Regions from separate parts of the Mus musculus genome. Here region 2 is linked to region 1. A link is a contact called in public promoter capture Hi-C data. All regions are on one chromosome and are shown on one strand. The core of a region is the stretch at or near the end of the contact, and the rest is flanking DNA. Distances in the headings are between cores, read along the strand shown. Region 1 holds the start of Pde10a (phosphodiesterase 10A). Region 2 holds the start of Pacrg (PARK2 co-regulated).

Region 1 (3,218 bases), core at 310-2,809:
TCAAAGTTCCTGTTCTCAGCGCCCATTGCGCCAGACTTTTTCTACAGCAGCGGTCTCCAGGCTGTTGAAGGAATAGGGGGCCCAAGTAAGCCACTGGTGACAGATGGTCTCTGGGTTTTAAAGCAATGAACTCTTTACATTTTGTGTGCGAACCCTAGTTTGCTCCTTCTATCTTCCAGACCCACCAGGACAAAGTGGGCTGACATACCTAAAGTTCGCTTTAAAGTGGGTATTGGCAAGGCAGTCCCGGAAAGAACCGCCTTTTGAGACATTCTAATGGGAACTCTGCCTTGATTTTAAACTTGCTAAATGTCCAAATTTGAATCCCCCCCTCCAGGAGCTCTGACCAAAAGCCTTCTCTGTTGATACTGCGGGGCTGGAGAGAGGATTCCCTGGTTCAGGTCACCCGCCCACAGGCGGATGTGGTTTGCACACAGCTGGAACAGAGGCTAGGCTGTGGGTTTAGCATCTGGAACGCCAGATCCAGATGTGCCACCTCCAGGGAGACTAGCGGGCCAGGGGCACACACCACACGCAGAGTGCCAGGGTGCTGGGACCTGAGTTCCAGTGGACGCGCAACGTGGGCGCGGGCGGTGGCGGTTCGGGGAGCGCCTGCTCCGCCAGTGGGCGTCTTCTGCCGCCGCCACCACCGCCGCCTCCACGGGCAGCAGCACTGCGGCGCTTTTCTCCGCTGCTCTGGAGCAGCCGCCGCGGCTCAGGCGCCGGCCGGAGCTTGCACACACCACGCCACGCCCGCAGGCAGCGTCCCGGCAGCCTCGCCAGGCCGGGAAGGACGCGGATCGTGCGTACCAGCCCGCACCCCGGCGCAGCGATCGGGACTCGTCCCCCCGCCCGCGGTCCTATTGAATCCCAAAGGGAACACGATGTGAACCCCCGGGCCGGAGAGGCACCCTAGACCCGAGAGGCGGACCGGACCAGAGCCTGGGCAGCGTCGCGGGGAGGGCCGGTGCTGCGGGGGCGGAGCCCGCAGAGTCCGGGCCGCCGCGCCCTCCCGCCTGCCCCCCTTGCAAGCTGGGGAGGAGGGCCATGGCTAGCCCGGAGGAGCGGCTCGCTCCCCACCCCCAGGCCCCACTGCGGGAGTCTGGGGACGAGCCCGGCCGTGTCCAAGTCCCTCTGGAACCCCGGTGCGGCGCGGCCAGCGGGCGGAGTACAGTGGGCCTGAGCCTGGCCCGGGAGCTGCTTGGCTGCAGCCGGGAGGAGCTAGCGGCGCCCCCGCCCCTGTCCCGGTCCCTGTCTCCCGCAGGCCACGCCAGCCCCACTGGGGGCCCCAGCGCCCTCTCCGCTCTCCGTGCCGGAGGCTGTGGTTGGGTGGCGGCCCGTGCTCCCTGGGCGCTTGCCTTCTCCTCCCCTGTCCCCTCCTCCTCCTTTTCATCTTCCTGGTACTTCTGGCCGCCGCCCCCCCTCCCCCCTCCCCCTCTTGTCCCCTCCTCATCTGCCTTCCACCTCCCCGCGCGTCTCCCGAGAAGGGAGGGCGCAGCGGCGGCTGGAGGAGGAGGAGGCGGCGGCGGCGATGCTGGCGGCGGCGGCGGAGGAGGAGGACAAGAGGCAGCTCCCTTGAGCGTCCCCCCAGGCAGTAGTCACCGCAGCAGCGGTGGCAGCAGCGGTGGCAGCGGCGGGCGGCGGCGGCTCTTCCTCTCGCCTGCGATTCAAGGCTTGCTGCTCCCTGCCCGCGCCGGGCCCCGGCCATCTCCGCCGCCGCGGCTTCCCCTACACCCGGGTGCACGCCGCGCGGACTCCTCGGATTTTCCGGGCGCCGGCGGGGGCTGCCCTGGCCTCGGCCCCGGCTCTGCCGCCGGTGGCCGAACTCTTTGGCGGCCCCGAGGCGCCGCCTTCCCCCTTGCCACCGTTTGGCCGCTGCCCTTCGGCTCCGACATGGAAGATGGACCCTCTAACAATGCGAGTTGCTTCCGAAGGCTGACCGAGTGTTTCCTCAGCCCCAGTAAGTGGCCCGGCCCCACGTTCCCCGTGGCCGGGGTGGTTTTCTGGCTTGGTGGGGACAAATCGGGGGTTCAGATCGTGGGGTGGGGAGGGAGCTGCTACGGTAGTGGGTAGTCTGCAAGGTGTGTGTGTGTACCAGACCAATATTGGCCAGTGGGTCTCAGGAAGCTGGTGGCACCTCAGGGACGTTCGGGACCGCCCATCAGCGTAGGGACACCCGGCTTTCCCCAGCCCGGCGTGCGCACAGAGGAAGCGTGACCCGGAGGGTGTTGGAGCCGGACGTTTAGAAACTAACCTGCTTCCTAGAGCTGTCCCTGGCCACATTGACCCGACTCATGATTTAGACCATCAAGTTTGTCACCGATTACTCTACATTTCTCTCTAGCCTGTGATCACTTGACTGGAGTATATATGCTTCCTTCCACTGGGGGGGTCCTGGGGATCTAAACCGCTGGATTCCTGACGCAGCCATGGGGATAGGCAAGGCTCAGGAAGCCCAGGATTCCAAATGTGAAGGAGGGCTGTGCCCGAGCCTGCAGTGACTGTGTTCTGGCGCGCGGACCAGTGGTATGGAGCTGGGTGCACCCACCCTCATGAAAAGGACGCAGCACTTTCCCCCCGCCCCCCAGCCCACCTCACGCAGATTCTGGGGAGCTGGTGCAAGGGTGGGTGAAGAAAGCCAAGGAACAATGGGGCGTTAGCATAGAAGAAAAAGGCACCTCTGGTTCCTTCGGACCCGCGGGACAACTGTAGCATGACCTTTCTGACCTGCCCCTCCCGGGTGCAGGTCTGCAAGCCTTCTGGGGCAGGGGCAACAGAGGGCGTGTCATAGGGGGAGGGGGACAAGATTGAGCAAAGAAGTCAAAAGCAGCTTCACTGGAAGGAAGGAAGGAAGGAGGCAGGCAGGCAGGCAGACGATGTTTAGGAAAGAAGCTCCAGACGCGCAGAGGAGGGAGTCGCTGCTGTTGTGGATGGAGGGTGAGCAGGGTGAGGACCAGAACACCGGGGCGGGAAAGGGACCAGGCGGGACCTGGTGGGAGAGTCTGTGCTCTGAGAGGGCACATCCGTGGGAAATTGTGAGACTCGGGCATCTGCTCCACCCTGAGCGTGGATTTGGTGCCACAGTCCACCGCGTGCGCACCGAGCCTTTGTCTGCTTTCTCGCTGGTAAGCCGCGCTTTTTGCCTAGCTTTCTCCAGGCAGAAGCTGCCAGGTTGTAAATGAGCTTTCTTGCTACTGCTCCTAAGTACCACTCACTCC
Region 2 (3,218 bases), core at 244-2,743, 2.0 Mb after region 1:
AACTCTGCAGTTTGCTTTTACACTCTATAACTACTATAGATCAACCAATATACAATAGCAACATAGGAATCCAAGCTGGAAGTCTACAGGTAATCTACTTCATTTGTGTCCTCTAAGTGGTATGTATAAGATTTGCAATATATAAGTAGAAATATAGTGGGACAACGAAGAACACTATTAAGCTAATATATTGAATTGCTGTATAATAAGATCCTCTCAGGGTGTAAATTGTACAAAATTGAAAACTACATTTAGTATTAAATCTCTCACACTCCTAAACAGGTGCCCACTCAGTAGACAAACATGGTTTAGCATACCAAATCATATGGTATTTAATAAACAAGAAGATTGAAAAGCAGTATTAGGCATATAGCTAAACCGTTTGTGTGCCTTTGAATATTTTCCCCTATTCGTGTTAAGAATATTTTATTTGTATTATCACAACTCATAAAAATGAAATAGGGCTTGTATTATTAGAGACACTTGAAATAGAGCTTATATTGTTTAAAATGTATTTAAAAGGCCTATCAGGAACCAGTCTTCACATAAGTAATTTTTGAATACTTTAACAGGTTAATACCTTTTTTTTTGTCAGAATGTTGCTGAGTAAATGCTAAGGCATTCTAAAATGTCCCAGATGAGATAAATTAGTATATATTACTGATGAGTTTATGTGTCTCATACTGGTTCGTGTTAAATTTTGAAAGCCTATGACTTCTAAGAGCATTCACTCCAGAAGGTCTTGTACTGAGTGGACTAAGTTTACAATAAAGATAAGGATTTTTTTCCCCCTTACCAGTGAAACAGCTTAAGTGTAATTTGGGGTAGTGGAGAAAGCACACTTGCTCAAGAAGGTGCTTATACGCTAACTCAGTACATCGCCTGCCCCAAAGGTTCTTTAACCACCTAGCCTACATCTCTGCACACTGTCGGGCAGAGTCTGCTACTGACCGAGTCATTGCCAGTTCTGGTAAACAGTACCAGGACCCAGGGCTTGTCATCCTCTACAACCACATGTCCCCTGATTCGGAGCAAGTGCGTTCAATCGAGGAAGATCACTTACGACTGAGTTTTTCATCATGGCTTTGACTGTGAAGCCCTCAGAAACCAGGGAACGAGGCTGGTGCACCTGGAACGTCTGTTGTGGCAGCAGTTTAGTCCTCTTCGGCATCTTGTCTGGGCATTTGTTTAAGGTCAGGGTCTCTTTTTCTACCACATTCTTCCTAGAAAACGTCTTGTTCTTATCAGAGGTGTGGAAGAAAAACCAGTGGCTTTTACAGAAGTGAGCAGGGGGTCGGGAAAACACTCTAAAAGGCTCTAGTGGTAGAAATTCAACCCCTCGTGCTGCCCAGGGAGATCCAGATGTTTGGCAGCACCAAGGTGGAGGGAGTTTAGGGGAGGAGAGGGGCGGGAAGAGGGCTGGGATCCGAGGCTAGAGTCTCTAAGAGCTTCCAAAGGTGTAAGCCTCCCGGTTGCTAAGCGATTAGTCAACATTAGGAGACGCTAGTCCCGCCCCTCCGTGACGAGCGTTTCCGGAAAAGGTTACCAGCGAAGACAGTTGCAGCTGCCGGAGGCGAATCTTACGGGTTAAAACTACGCCTCCCAGCAGGCTTCGCGCTAGGGGCGGGTGGTTGCGCGTGCGCACTGCGCCCGCCTGGCTCGCGAGGGGAAGGGGGAGGAGGCCTGGATGACTAAACCTGACAGAAACGCTGGTGGGAGGCTCGGGCGGGCGCCAGTGCCCGCGTAGGTCCTTCTCGACCCGCAGCCACCACCCGCCCGGTGACCATGATAGGTACGTGGGTGCCTGCCAGGTACAATCTCTCCGCGCCGCCCCGCGTCCGTGTGTGGCACCACGTCACACCCCACGGGTCCGAGTGGGATCCTCGGGGGCCGACCCGAGCCACCTGTCAGTGTCACGGCGGAGGCGTGCGTGCCGCGCTCCGTCCGCTCTGTGGGCTTCCTCGGCCCGCCCCCCCCCCCCCCCCCGCCCATAGCCTGGTCCGGTGTGTGCTAGAGCATTAGGTATGAGTTTCCAACCTGCCTTAGCCAAGGTTAGCTCGCTGAAGACTGTATCCCCACGGACACCCGCGTGCTCCACTGCGACCCCCGACGGCGGGGCTCGCCCTGCCGCTCCACGGGGTGACCAGCCCAGGTCTGTTTCGGTCAAGCTGTCCTTCACTTCAGGGCGAGTTCACACACCCTAGGACTTAAAGAAAATCTCAGGAAAGCATCTGCCTCGTGGAGATCGCACCTCAGTTCTGTCTTTTTAAATGTGTCCTCGGAGATCTGAGACGAAAGACTAGCCGAGTAGATAACTGCAAAGATGGCTTTTTCCCCCACTACAGTTTGTGACTGGGTGCAGTTTGACCAGTGCAGCTTTGGAAGTGGCCACTAGGGTTGTTCTAAGCAGTGTGAAGTAGGCAGATTGGAAAGGACCTCCCTGACAGAGATGTTATATGTGAAGCCACGTTTTGGGTTCTCCTCCGGGATAAGTAGAAATAAATGCATAATTTAGCGCACATTCCCGTTTGGAGGTTTCGTTACTGTAGACTCGCCGCCCCCATCCAAGTGATGTTCTGAAGATGTAGTGAACTTGTTTGTGATATATGCCTGACAGGTATCGCACTAAGCACATCTGAAGTCGGTCTATTTGAGATGTGTCTAGAAGATGGATGAGAGGTGCATTTATGAAGTAAATGCGTTACACGGTGAAAGTAGCCGAGTCTGTTTTAACTCATAAAAGTAATGTTACAAGTGTGCAGCCCTCCTCTCTTCCTCTTGAGAGTCATGCTAGGCAGCTAAGATGCTCCTGGAAGCAGAGGTGCACGCTCATGGTGTCTAGCTGCTTCTTCCCTCCATAGGGCAGTGTGTATTTTGGATGAATGAATTGGAAACTTGTTAAATTAAGAAAAAAAGTATACATTTTTATGAATGGCACTAAGCTTTTAAGTGACATTTACTTAAGAGTCGTTTGTAAACCCAAATCTGAACTGATTAGTGCGAACCAAGTGGGACAGATTAGGAAAAAAAATACAGATTTTACAAGAGAGAAATACCTCATATTTTGAAAACAATTACACACGTTTAGTTTCTTTCAACTTAAACTAGTTCATGGATGATTTTGATAAGCAAATGTCCCCTAAGGCTATATAAATATAGGAAATTAAGACCTAAAACTTAAAACTATTTTTAAAGTCTCATAAATTATTATATTAATA

Evidence for each region. Promoter capture Hi-C pulls out the DNA fragments that hold promoters and counts their contacts.
Region 2: a contact with region 1 is called in a promoter capture Hi-C map of pre-B cells, with 3 times the contacts expected there. The contact joins the promoter of Pacrg here to the promoter of Pde10a in region 1. A contact is called at or near these places in 1 of 39 promoter capture datasets (pre-B cells) and 1 of 115 datasets of contacts at active chromatin or transcription factors (embryonic forebrain).

What each region holds. Positions count from the first base shown.
Region 1 is chr17:8,800,186-8,803,403 of GRCm38.p6, forward strand. It overlaps Pde10a (phosphodiesterase 10A), which reads left to right and starts at 1,560. Exons shown (of 22, transcript NM_011866.2): 1 at 1,560-1,960. The coding sequence starts at 1,894.
Region 2 is chr17:10,838,698-10,841,915 of GRCm38.p6, forward strand. It overlaps Pacrg (PARK2 co-regulated), which reads right to left and starts at 1,494. Exons shown (of 5, transcript NM_027032.2): 1 at 1,064-1,494. The coding sequence starts at 1,171. Prkn (parkin RBR E3 ubiquitin protein ligase) reads left to right here and starts at 1,662. Exons shown (of 12, transcript NM_016694.4): 1 at 1,662-1,792. The coding sequence starts at 1,786.